Regions from separate parts of the Capra hircus genome. Here region 1 is linked to region 2. Evidence: chromatin contacts called from public Hi-C data. All regions are on one chromosome and are shown on one strand. Each heading gives the region's core, a stretch centred on a gene start, on an enhancer-like site or on the middle of the called end of the contact. The rest is flanking DNA. Distances are from core to core; before and after follow the strand shown.

Region 1 (5,648 bases), core at 1,154-3,653, 150 kb before region 2:
TTGCTAGTTTGAAGAGAAAGTTTTAATTTAGTATTTTCACTAATAATAAAATTATTTTACCAGTTGTAAAATCTCTTGTAGTGTTAGTGCATCTTTGAAATATATTTAATTGAATAAGGTTTTGTTTATGAAGCATTTCTCAAACTTAGGGTGTACAGGTCTCTCGACCACATTATCAGATGCTTCAAGAATTTTATTTTTCTCTTTGAAAAGGTCAGTACAGGAGGAACGTATTAAACACACTGTCAAAACCCTGGACTTTCTAACCGAGTAACTAAAGCAATGAAGACACAAACCAGTAGCCCCCCAGAGTAAGTCAAAAGGTTACACAGATGCAGGGAGATGCCCTCATGACTCCACTGCTGGGCAGAGCCAACGGATTGCTCAAGGGAGGTATGACTTAAAAGGCAGCCAGTATGAGAGGGGCTCATCTCTGATGAGGGAGCTGTGTGTGTGCATGGGTGTGCACATGTGCACATGAAATGGTGTAATTTGTTAAGATTCAAAGGCCAGTGTTACAGGGTTGATTTGGATCTTCACTTCTTTTTCCTGATGTTCTTTTTCGAAGTCTTTCTTCCCTTCCAAACCACTATTCCTTAATTATCAACTATTCCTTCCTCATCAACTCACAGCTATTCTGCTTGTAAATTTCCCGGCTTTCAAGTTGTGACTAGCAGCAGGAGAGTTTTATCAAGAATACCTAACATGTGACCTTGCTGTGAGCCTGATTGTTGACCTGTGTTAGCTCATGTAATCCTCGAGGCAGCCTGCGCCAAGTGACTGTGGGACCATATTTTCCAATGCTCTTCTGGACTTGACTCCTGTTTACCTTTCCAGTCTTATCTGTTTTCACGTTTTATTTCCACTCTAAGCACTGAACTTGCCTCGTGCTTGAAGATCATAGCAAGTATTGGTCACGCTCTCTGTTGTTGACTCTCCTTTGCTCCTGCGTTGTCTCCCTTTCTCTTCTCACCAGACTCATGGGATTAATACAGTTCTTTCTTCCATTTTCCAGACAAGGTAAAAGTAGCTTAGAAAAGTTAAATGTTATGTCTAAGGTCACACACTTCAGAGAGAGATAGGAATGTGGGAAAAGGATGAATTTGGGACCTAGAAGTTTTTTTTTCCAGCTTTAGCTCTGTTATTTTAGTGGCTTGAACTTCAGAGAAAACTTACTTTTTACAGATAAAAAGATTGAGGTTTCCTGAGCGTGATGCACCATGAGGGATTTTGGTGATGGGAGGGCCGACACAGGCCTGAGACAAAGGCGTAAAGTTAGGGAGGGGACAACAGAATGGAAAGGAAAGGTTTTCAAGAAGTAATATTAATAAAGTACAAACAGGACTCCACTGATTAAATTAGGTTACGTGTACATCCTGAGCCTCGGACTCAGGACTGCGGGCTTATTGTGTTTGATGCAGGAAGGTGAGTCTAAGAATGGACAGCAGAGGGAGCTCTTGGTAAGTGTTGCTGATCAAGCCTGGTCTCAGAAGGAGGAGACAGTGAGAAAGCGCCGTCTTCTCTGGTGCTCCTTCACCACGGGCTTATTTCTTCCCATTTTTCACTCAGCGCCATGTATCATTTCCCGGACAGATGTGCCTGTGCAGTGCAGCCTTGTGCCTCCCCTCACGAGTCCCTGTGTGGTTGCGGCTTTACTCCTCTTCACTAGATAGGGAGACCAAGCCCCACGGGACCTGACTCACTACCCCCAGTTTAGTTACACACTGGGAAGCAGCTGAGTCAGGATTCTCGTTCTTTCTGGATTTCTAAAGTTTGGCCTCTTCATCCTCAAGTCACTTTTCTGTGTCCCTGAATGTTTTATAGGCCTGTATTCCTTCTCTGCAAATGCATTCCTGGGTACTAAGAGGGTTAAAAGGACACTCCTAGAGTAGCATAGTTTTAGTAGGGACATTTTAAAAGCACAGTGCTTTAACTCATAGAAGCCGGTTGTCCTGTAGCCAGCAAGCCTATAGAAGAATGTGGAGGGTGGTAAAGGAAATGGTGGTACCTAGGGAGTGGATTTGGGGGCATTAAACTCTCCTCATAATTTCCATTTGCCTTCTCTCTTTTTTATAAACAGCTGACACTATCTCAGTCTTTTGTCTGAATCTGCAAATACAGCTTCAGAACTCTACCCTGGCTGCCCCTTTCCCTCAGCTCCACCGTGGCGGCCTGTCCTGGCAGTGCTCAGACGTTCCTCCTGTGAGTGATGGTGGGTTGCCTCGCTGGGGGAAGGACCCCCAAAAGGAATGAGCTCCATCTTCACATCTATAATTGCTACAAAATAAAGATGCCTGTCTTCTCCCCTTCCTTTTCTGGGACCCCGCTGTGCCGACCCAGGCCCGGTTGGGAGTGGGGGAGGGGCCCAGCAAAGACCTGGTGACAGGCTGATTGATGGGTTCCCCGCCTCTGCTGGCCCTCCCGCCCACTCCTGCAGGCTCTGGCCCAGGTCCACCCTCCGGCTGCCTGAGGGGTCTGCTTTTCTTTTCTTTGAGTCAGCACCAATGAGTCAGGGCCAAGATCGTCTGGGGGTAGGGGGCAGTACCGCAGGAGGCTCCCCTGCAGGGAAGGGAGTGAGCACTTAGTTGCCCAAAGGAAGGCGTAGTGAGGAGCAGCTGAAGGGGGCCACTGGGGTTGTGATCAGAGGAGGCTGAGCAGGGGGTGGAATTGTTGATGTTACTGACCATCAGCGGTTGAAACACTTTCTTGTAGAAAAACACAGGGATTACTCAAACCATATTGTTTGGGGCCCTTAAAAAATCCAGGTTGTCCCTCTCGTACTTCAGCTCTACTCTTTTAGAGATGCCAAAATGGAAACCAAATATCCGTGAACTCAGCTAACAGGTGAGGTGAAAGGCAGGTGAGTGAGACTCATATACATGCCAACAGTAATTCTATCATGTCCTTTGCCAGAGCTGCTGAGGGTCAAAACAAAGTGGCTGATGACATGGCAGATATTTGGTGGCATCTGTCTGTACTCCACTGCACAGGCAGTACACACTGCTAGTGGAGACAGGAGGAGAGTTACATGTGGCTGGAAGGTAGACAGAGGGACAGAAATTGAGTCTCTAGCCTTCCAATAACTGTTAGGAAAGACAGAGTGTATGGGAGGGGGTAAACCAGTGTTGCTATTCTTGCTAATGGTCAGGCAAGACAGCTATGCCAGCATGGTCCCAGAAACACAGATCTCTTGGCCATCCTAGACTCACACTGCTATGATCGCATCCTTAGAGCTTGTCTTCTCCAACTGCATCATTTCAAAGAGACGGAGGTGCAGATTCAGAGAAGCGAAGTGGTTTGCCCGCAGTCATGACGACAGAGCCAGGAGTCTAATTCAGGGCTCCGTCCCTGACCAGAACCCAGGATTGGATCTGCAAGAGCCTTGCAAGGAGCTCAGGGTGGTTCGGGGTGCAGATTAATGTGAGAGAGCTTCATTACTGCCCTCAAGCTGAGAGACTCTGGAGGCCCTTGGTTTGGTATTTCTGTGTCTCTGAAGGAACCAGTTTCTTTTCAGGTCAATTGAACTCGAGCTTTTATTACCCTCTAGAACCAGGTCATCAGGAGGGAGGACCACAGAGAATGGAAATGTCTTCTCAAAATCGCAGAAGAAGGGAGATGGATGCAGGTTCCTTACAGGGTCTAACTGGGCTCAAGATACGGGAAGTCTGTGTGTTTTCCCACCAGTGTCCTTCTATGAAAGGAGCTGGCCTTCCACTCATGCCTTCGAGGTGTGCGTGTTGTGAGGTTTATTGGGATTAAATGAACCAAATTCCCTGCAACCTGAATCCAGAGCCACACGGTGAGCCCACACCCCTTCGTCCCCAACTCCCCCAAGGGAAGCCCCCCTCCCCGACCCCCACTTCTCCAGTGAGCCATTTCCATGTATATATAAAAGTCTCCTGGCAGGAGCGGGAAGACTTTCTGCTGCGGCAGCACATTTCTCATGCAGCAAGACTGCGACTTTGGAAAATAACTGGAGTGGACCCTGCCCCCGGGGGGAGGTGCATCCTCTGCAAACCGGGGCACCCCACACCCCCATGCCTCTGCTGCCTTCCAAGATGTTCAAAGCACGGCACAAATGATGTCTTAAACCTACAAGAGAAGGGCAGTGGTGGAAATGGGTCTCGGTTTCAAAATTGAAGACCTAGGGCAGTTAGCATATGGCAATGTCACAGAGCCTTCATGGGTCCCAGAAAGACTGGATCTTAGAGGTGAACCCACAGACTTAGCACAGAAGTCAGGAGACCAGACTGGTGCCAGGTTATTTGCATTCCATCATTAACTAGACAGTATTTTATATCCTCAGGCAAGTTTCCTAACCTCTCTAGGCCTCTGTTCCTTTGTGTAACGAGGATGATAACACCTACCTCACTGGGTTGTTGTAAGGATAAAATGGGATACTTTTCCAAAGAACAGCCTTGATGCATGATAAACATTTAATTAACAATTGATATTATATTATTATTCTTTCTCTTATTTTACAGACATGGGAACTGAGACCCGCAGAGGTGTATGTTAAGAAATATATTTTCTGGGACTTCCTGGCAGTCCAATGGTTGGGACTTGGCATTCTCACCAGTTAAGTCCCTGGTTGGGGAACTAAGATCCTGTAAGCTGTACAACATGGCCAGAAAGGAAAAACAAAGAATTATATTTCTTAAAATCACAAAATGAGTCTAGTTGTGTGTGAACATTTTCATTGATTAAAAAAGGGAGCGTGTGGGCATCTGTATACGAGCTAAGAAAGGCCAGGTTACATGGCAGCAACAGCTCCTAAATGCCAGTGCTTATGGCAAAAACATGTTCACTTCTTGCCCACACTCTGTGTCTGTTGTGGGTCAGTTGGTGCTCTGCTTCTGTCATCATCTTCTTTGCTCTGGGACCTGCTCTTACAGTGCAGCCTCCCTCTAGGGGTGAGTCTGACCACCTCTGCCCACAGTTCTTGGCCAGAGTCAGTCACATGGCCATATGGAGTTCCACAATGTGTGTGGGGGGGTGGGGAACCCCCTTATAGGAGATGATCAGGTGTGGGTAAAGAGTGGCACAGTGTATGATGATTTCCTACAGAAACAAACACAATCTTTGTGCGAACGGTCCTCTGACACGAGCTAATTTTAACACCTGCCTCAAGGTGTGAAAATTGGTATGAAAAACTAAGAGACATGTCCACAGCATTAAAAGGAGCATCTCTTGATGCCCTATTCCTTGAAATAATTTCTCAAAATCCCTAAACCAAGGATGAGAACAAAATCTCCATTCCTTGAAAACCAGCCACATACATCATGTGGCTCATCCTGGGAGGAGAGGGTCCTTGTACTAGAACATCTCAGAGGGTCTTGTCTCTCTTCATCCCAAGGTGTTTATCCACCTGTCCCATCCTATTCCATTGAACAGAATGGTTCATTTCATTAATCATGGCTGATCTAGTGCCGGTCACTGGTCTAGATGGTGGAAATGCAAAAGAGGAGGAAATACAGCCCTTGTCCTTAGGGAGAGAGCAAACTCCTTGCTAGCGGGGGAAAGACTAGCAGTGAGGTCGACAAATGGAATATAAAGTAAGTGCTGGTCTGGTCTGGGATCTGTGGAACCGCAACGAGGTTCACTTAATCCAGCCTGGGGGTGTCAGAAAAGTTCACTATGGGAAAACT
Region 2 (6,233 bases), core at 1,925-4,424:
CCCGCCACGCTGCTCTGTCCATGGGGTTCTCCAGGCAAGAACACTGGAGTGGGTTGCCATTTCCTCCTCCAGGGGATCGTCCCTGACCAGGAAGTGACCTGCATCTCCTGCATTGGCAGGCAGATTCTTTACTGCTGAGCTACTGCGGAAGCACTGCCTGGCTTTGAGATATAAGCGCCCCCCCCCCCCGAAAAGGCTACAGTCCATGGAATCGAAAGAGTCAGACACAACTTAGCAACTACATCACCACCACTACCGCTTGAACTTGCCCACTCTTGTTGCAATACACTACCCTCACTGAGCCACCCCTCTTCCTCTTTCCAGCTCAGCTCTGCTGTCTTGGCCCTTGGATGGGTTTATGAAAGGGAATGATGGTTGGGGCCACTGGATGGGGTAGAGATACTTGAATTCAGTGTTTGCAAGTAGATCCCATTTTGATCCCTGAAAGGAATGGAGGAGAGGAGGGAAGACTCACCTGCAGGGTGACTTTCTCTTGGAGTGGGGCGGGGCCTGGTGGTAAGGCAATGAGCTTGCTGGGCTGGGTGTCGGAAGTTCCTGGTTCCACCAGCTTGCTGTGTGGCCGTGGGAAAGTGGCATTTTGCACACGCGCTTCTTTCTGAAGCTGTGCCGGGGCTGGTGTTGCATGAACCCGTTCTCTAAGTGTCCTCTCCGTGTGCCTATGCCTGCAGACCCCCTGCCAGCAGGAACTGGACCAGGTCCTGGAACGGATCTCCACCATGCGCCTTCCGGATGAGCGGGGTCCCCTGGAGCACCTCTATTCCCTACACATCCCCAACTGTGACAAGCATGGCCTGTACAACCTCAAACAGGTGAGTGAGGGTGTCCCTGGCCTGCGTGTGCCTTGCTGCCCCGCAGCCGCCAGTAAGCCCCTGAGGTCTCAGCGCTGAGTCCAAGACCAGTCTTCTGCGAGGAGGAGGGCAGGGATGCCAGCCGAGGGGGATGGGGATGCCAGCTGCCAGGCCAGGGAGGGTGGGGCGGGGCTTGTTGGCTTCAGTCCCTTCCAAGGCTGACTTCGATTCCCCCGCTACCTGCTAGCAGCGGTTAGCATGAGAGGGAGCCTCTTAGAGAAGAGATAGGGCCTCATAACCGTGCCTCTTGACTTTTACTGAGCATTAGAATCACGTGCTGGTGATTCTGGGGACCCGGCTGTAAGAGATTGCCATTCAGAAGGTTAAGTGGGGTCCGAGAGTTTGCATGTCTAACCAGCTCTCAGGGATGCTGATGGTCCCTGGACCTCACTTCCAGAATCACTGACTTGAACCATTCAAAACCAGGTAGCCTCTCTGGTTTTCCAGTATCTCAAGGAATGGAGAAACACCACTTGAAATAGTACTAAAACAGGTAATAGGAGAGGGTTTCCATCAGAGGCTCAGCAGTGAAGAATCTGCCTGCTAGCGCAGGACACTCGGGTTCGATTCCTGGGTTGGGAAAGTCCCCGGGAGAAGGAAATGGCAACCCACTCCGGTATTCTTGCCTGGGAAATCCCATGGACAGAGAAGCCTGATGGTGTAGAGCCCTATGGGGTCAAAAGGGTCAGACATGACTTAGCGACTAAACAGTTAACAACAACATGAGTACAGTAGAGAAAATTAAGAAAGTTTAAGTTTTTAAAAGAAAAGAACTCTTTTTCCTCCCCGCTTCCACTCTGTTCATATGCCTTTTAATGATCTATGTGTATTGGCCTAACCACATAGAGTTTATAGTGGTGATTGTTACCAGTTGTTTAATCTTGGTGGGTTGTCCTTTTAACCTACCCCACTGCCCACTTCCTCAAGCTCATCCCTTGTGTAGGGAGAAAAGGGCCGTGTGCATTTCACGTAAGGCAGGATTGAGAGAGTGTGGGGCTCCACCAGCCATTCTGTTTTCCAGTGGAGGATCTGAGCCCAAGTGCACAACGGGCTTCTCTAGGGAGCTTTAAACAGTATGAATGCCTGGGCCCCACCCCCAGACATCCATATTCTGTGAGTTTGGGGTGCTTTCTGGGCACTGGCTTTTCAGAGGCTCCCCTGGGGATCCTAGTGGGTATTGGAGCTGACTTAAAAGCCGGCTATGTGGGAACTCGCCTGGTGGTTCAGTGGCTAATACTGTGCTCCCAGTGCAGGGGGTCCCGGTTCAATCCCTGATCAGCGAACTAGATCCCACAGGCTGCACCTGAGACCTGGCACAACCAAATAAAAACACTGAAGGGAAAGGTGGGTGTGTGGAGCCAGAAGATGGGGTATGGGGCTCTGCTGACCCCCTAGGGGATCTCACTTCCCCATCCTCTTAGCCGAGGCATCTTGTCCCTTGAAATATCAGTCTGCCGTTAAAAGCTATTAGTTCGCACACCTGCCCTCTAAATGTAAGCCAGCTACTTTGGAGCACCAAAGAAGCAATAGCAACCTTTTCTTCCGAATCTTATGGATAAATGGGATTTTCGAGACGAATTGGCTGATGGGTAAGAGCAGGCACCCTGGAAGGGAAATGCCTGGGTTGGTGTTCAGCTGTGGCTCTCACTAGCTCTGTGACACTGGCCTTCTGGCCATCTATAAAGTGGTAAAACATTGGTACCTAATCTGCAAGGTGATTGTGGGGATTAAATGAATGTATGTTAGATAGGAACTGTAAGCAAGCAGCATAGAGATTGCTTACACCACGCCCAGCATAGAGCGGGACCTTTTACCCTTAAGTGCATTCCTGACCTCCCGTTACAAGTGTACATCCATCCATCCCGTACACTGGGTCGTCTGCTGGATGGGACCTCCGCACGTGTGGGGGCCAAGCCATTCTATTGAAGCCCCCCCCCCAGCAGCCTTGCTAATAACCAGAGCGCAGTTCCTGGGCCAGCATCACGCGCCACACTGGAGCTTGAATGACCGTGTGGAATTGGCAGGCACACCCAGACCTTGGAACAGGAGTCTGCATGTCAGTGAGACCCCCTCGTTTTTATCGGGGTGTCCTTTATGTCCTCCTCTCTCCTCAGTGCAAGATGTCTCTGAACGGGCAGCGTGGGGAGTGCTGGTGTGTGAACCCCAACACCGGGAAGCTGATCCAGGGAGCCCCCACCATCCGGGGGGACCCCGAGTGTCATCTCTTCTACAACGAGCAGCAGGGGGCTCGAGGGGTGCACACCCAGCGGATGCAGTAAGCCACAGCCAGCCGGTGCCCGGCACCCCCCACCTCCACCCCTCTCCGGAGCGGGCCCAGCATGCAGAGCGCATGCGTGATGGCTGGCGGGGCGGAGCTTCCAGGAGTTCTGACATGTGTATTTATATTTGGAAAGAGACCGGCACCGAGCTCGGCACACCCCACCCCACCCCCACCTTCCCCCTCCCCAGCTGGAGATGCCTGCACCCTCCCTGCTCGAGGCCCTGCTGGGCAGGAAGGGGATGGTTGCAGTGGCGGAGCTGGGGTAAATGTTTGGGAGAGGGAAAAAAAGAAATTTTATTTTTGAACCCCTGTGTCTCTTTTGCTTAAGATTAAAGGAAGGAAAAATAAAGCTTGTGTGTCTTTTGCCTGAGTCTTTGCTCCCCCGCCCCCGGTCCAAACGAGGTTCTGAGGCTTGCCAGCTTCCTTCCCTCCAGCTTTGCCCTGACTGCGTGGGCAAGCTGGGCAGGCCAGCCTTAGGTTCATAACAGAAAGGAGATGGATGGGGCGGAGGAAGTCATGAATCCAGGTGGAGCCCCCCAGCACAGCCCTAGGAGTCTAGCCAACCTCCCCTGCCCCTGGGTGGGCTCTGGGGGAGGAGGGGTGGACCCCAGTGTCTCTTCTTCCATCTCACATTGAGATGACACTGCAGAGGAAGAAAGGGATCCCAGAAATTGGAATTGGGGTCCTCTGGCCCCCCAAATTAAGGAGAGCTCTGTTACCCCACGAGAGACATGTAATCACCCTGAAGGGAAGTTAGTGGGTCTGTTGTGACTTGGAGTCTCAGACCTGCTTGCTGAGGGGCCCAAGGAGCTGTCTGGCTCCAGAATAGCAAGCATCTCTTGGCGGAAGCCGAGGGACCAGGGAAAGGGCACAGACACAGACCCTGTTTCTGAAGAAGAATTCTGCCCGCTTGGTTCTGTTGGTGTCTCCAGCCCCGGCCAATTCCAGGGGGCTCCCCACTTGGCTGGCTTCCCTGGTGGCTCAGTGGTAAAGACTGCCTGCCAATGCAGGTGATGCAGGTTCGATCCCTGGGTTGGGAAGAACCCTTGGAAAAGGAAGCGGCAACCCACTCCAGTGCTCTTGCCTTGGAGAATCCCATGGACAGAGGAGCCTGGCGGGCTGCAGTCCATGGGATCTCAAAGAGGCTGGCGGGCTGCAGTCCATGGGATCTCAAAGAGTTGGGCACAACTTAGTGGCTAAACAACAACTTCACTTTGCAGGAGGCCGCGGGGAAGTGGTGCTCGGTGCTTTCAGGCCCACTGTTCACACGGCCTTACTTTCCGCAGCGCCCTTCTGTGACATCGTACCCCTTCCCATGTGGAGGAGGGGACCAGCGGCAGCCATGCCTGGGCCACCACCCTCCCGATCAGCCACCTGGCAACTCAGGAAGGAGAGGCAGAAGGACACCTGGGGCCAGGCCTGGGGGTGAGACGAGCTTCACTTGGAGAAGAAAAAAAGCAGGTCCCCCAAAGCAGGCAGATCCCCAGCCAGAGCCTCTGGGCTGTACCAGCGAATGGCTGACTGCCCCGGAAGTACATTAAAGCTCAGTTAGTCCTCAGGAATCCACAAATAAGGTGCTATTGTTAGCTTCACTTCACAGATGATGCCTAACCTGCACTGCCTGGGACCGGGTCCCCTGACTCCTAGGTGGGTTTGCTGCTCAGCCCTGAGTTATACTGCCCTCTGTGGGCGGACGCAGGGAGGTTCTCCTGGAGAGTCTAGAGGGCTTTGGGCACTGGTTGGATCTGTGCCCTGTGGGTCACCAGCCCCTCCCCAAGGGGTGCGCCCCCATCCTCTGATCCCCTCAGCTGTCGTCGGCAGCCGGTGGCTGCTACCCTGGCAGTTTTCAGCTTGACTAATATTTGAATCAACTGAGGCACTAAAAAATTTCTCATCCTGGGGCTGTGCCCTGCCATCAAAAAACAGGCAAGGTGTTTTAATTAATTAATGTAATTAAGGTTCTAGCCTTAATTCCAGCCGAAATTGAGACACCTGGGTTTGAATTCTGTCCCACCACTTACTATTCGTTTGCCCAGAGCTACATTACTCAACCACAGTTCAAAAGCATCAATTCTTTGGCGCTCAGCTTTCTTCACAGTCCAACTTTCACATCCATACATCACCACTGGAAAAACCATGGCCTTGACTAGACGGACTTTTGTTGGCAAAGTAATGTCTCTGCTTTTCAATATGCTATCTAGGTTGGTCATAACTTTCCCTCCAAGGAGTAAGCGTCTTTTAATTTCATGGCTGCAGTCACCATCTGCAGTGATTTTGGAGCCCGCAAAAAGAAAGTCTGACACTGTTTCCACTGTTTCCCCATCTGTTTCCCATGAAGTGATGGGACCGGATGCCATGATCTTCGTTTTCTGAATGTTGAGCTTTAAGCCAACTTTTTCACTCTCGTCTTTCACTTTGATCAAGAGGCTTTTCAGTTCCTCTTCACTTTCTGCCATAAGGGTGGTGTCATCTGCATATCTGAGGTTATTGATATTTCTCCCGGCAATCTTGATTCCAGTGTGTGTTTCTTCCAGCCCAGCATTTCTCATGATGTACTCTGCATGTAAGTTAAATAAGCAGGGTGACAATATACAGCCTTGACATACTCCTTTTCCTATTTGGAACCAGTCTGTTGTTCCATGTCCAGTTCTAACTGTTGCTTCCTGACCTGCATATAGGTTTCTCAAGAGGCAGGTCAGGTGGTCTGGTATTCCCATCTCTCAGAATTTTCCACAGTTTATTGTGATCCACACAGTCAAAGGCTTTGACATAGTCAATAAAGCAGAAATAGATGTTTTTCTGGAACTCTCTTGCTTTTTCAATGATCCAGCAGATGTTGGCAATTTGATCTCTGGTTCCTCTGCTGAAGAATTGATGCTTTTGAACTGTGGTGTTGGAGAAGACTCTTGAGAGTCCCTTGGACTGCAGGAAGATCCAAACAATCCATTCTAAAGGAGATCAGTCCTGGGTGTTCTTTGGAAGGACTGATGCTAAAGCTGAAACTCCAATACTTTGGCCACCTCATGCGAAGAGTTGACTCATTGGAAAAGACTCTGATGCTGGGAGGGATTGGGGGCAAGAAG

What was found. A called contact is a pair of places that touch in the nucleus more often than the background predicts.
Region 1: a Hi-C map of blood shows a contact between it and region 2, with 4 times the contacts expected there. The contact joins two enhancer-like sites. A contact is called at or near these places in 4 of 5 Hi-C or Micro-C datasets (blood and liver).

Annotation. Positions count from the first base shown.
Region 1 is chr2:31,292,051-31,297,698 of ARS1.2, reverse strand. All of the region lies in intron 4 of RPL37A (a long non-coding RNA gene), which reads left to right. Among named protein-coding and RNA genes, the nearest start is that of RPL37A, 14 kb to the left of the region's middle. Within about 2 kb of position 2,403, at least 1 of the 5 cell types and tissues checked has an H3K27ac peak or open chromatin away from gene starts, as enhancers often do.
Region 2 is chr2:31,146,567-31,152,799 of ARS1.2, reverse strand. It overlaps IGFBP2 (insulin like growth factor binding protein 2), which reads left to right. Exons shown (of 4, transcript NM_001314299.1): 3 at 690-830; 4 at 2,984-3,264. The coding sequence ends at 3,148. Among named protein-coding and RNA genes, the nearest start is that of IGFBP2, 29 kb to the left of the region's middle. Within about 2 kb of position 3,174, at least 1 of the 5 cell types and tissues checked has an H3K27ac peak or open chromatin away from gene starts, as enhancers often do.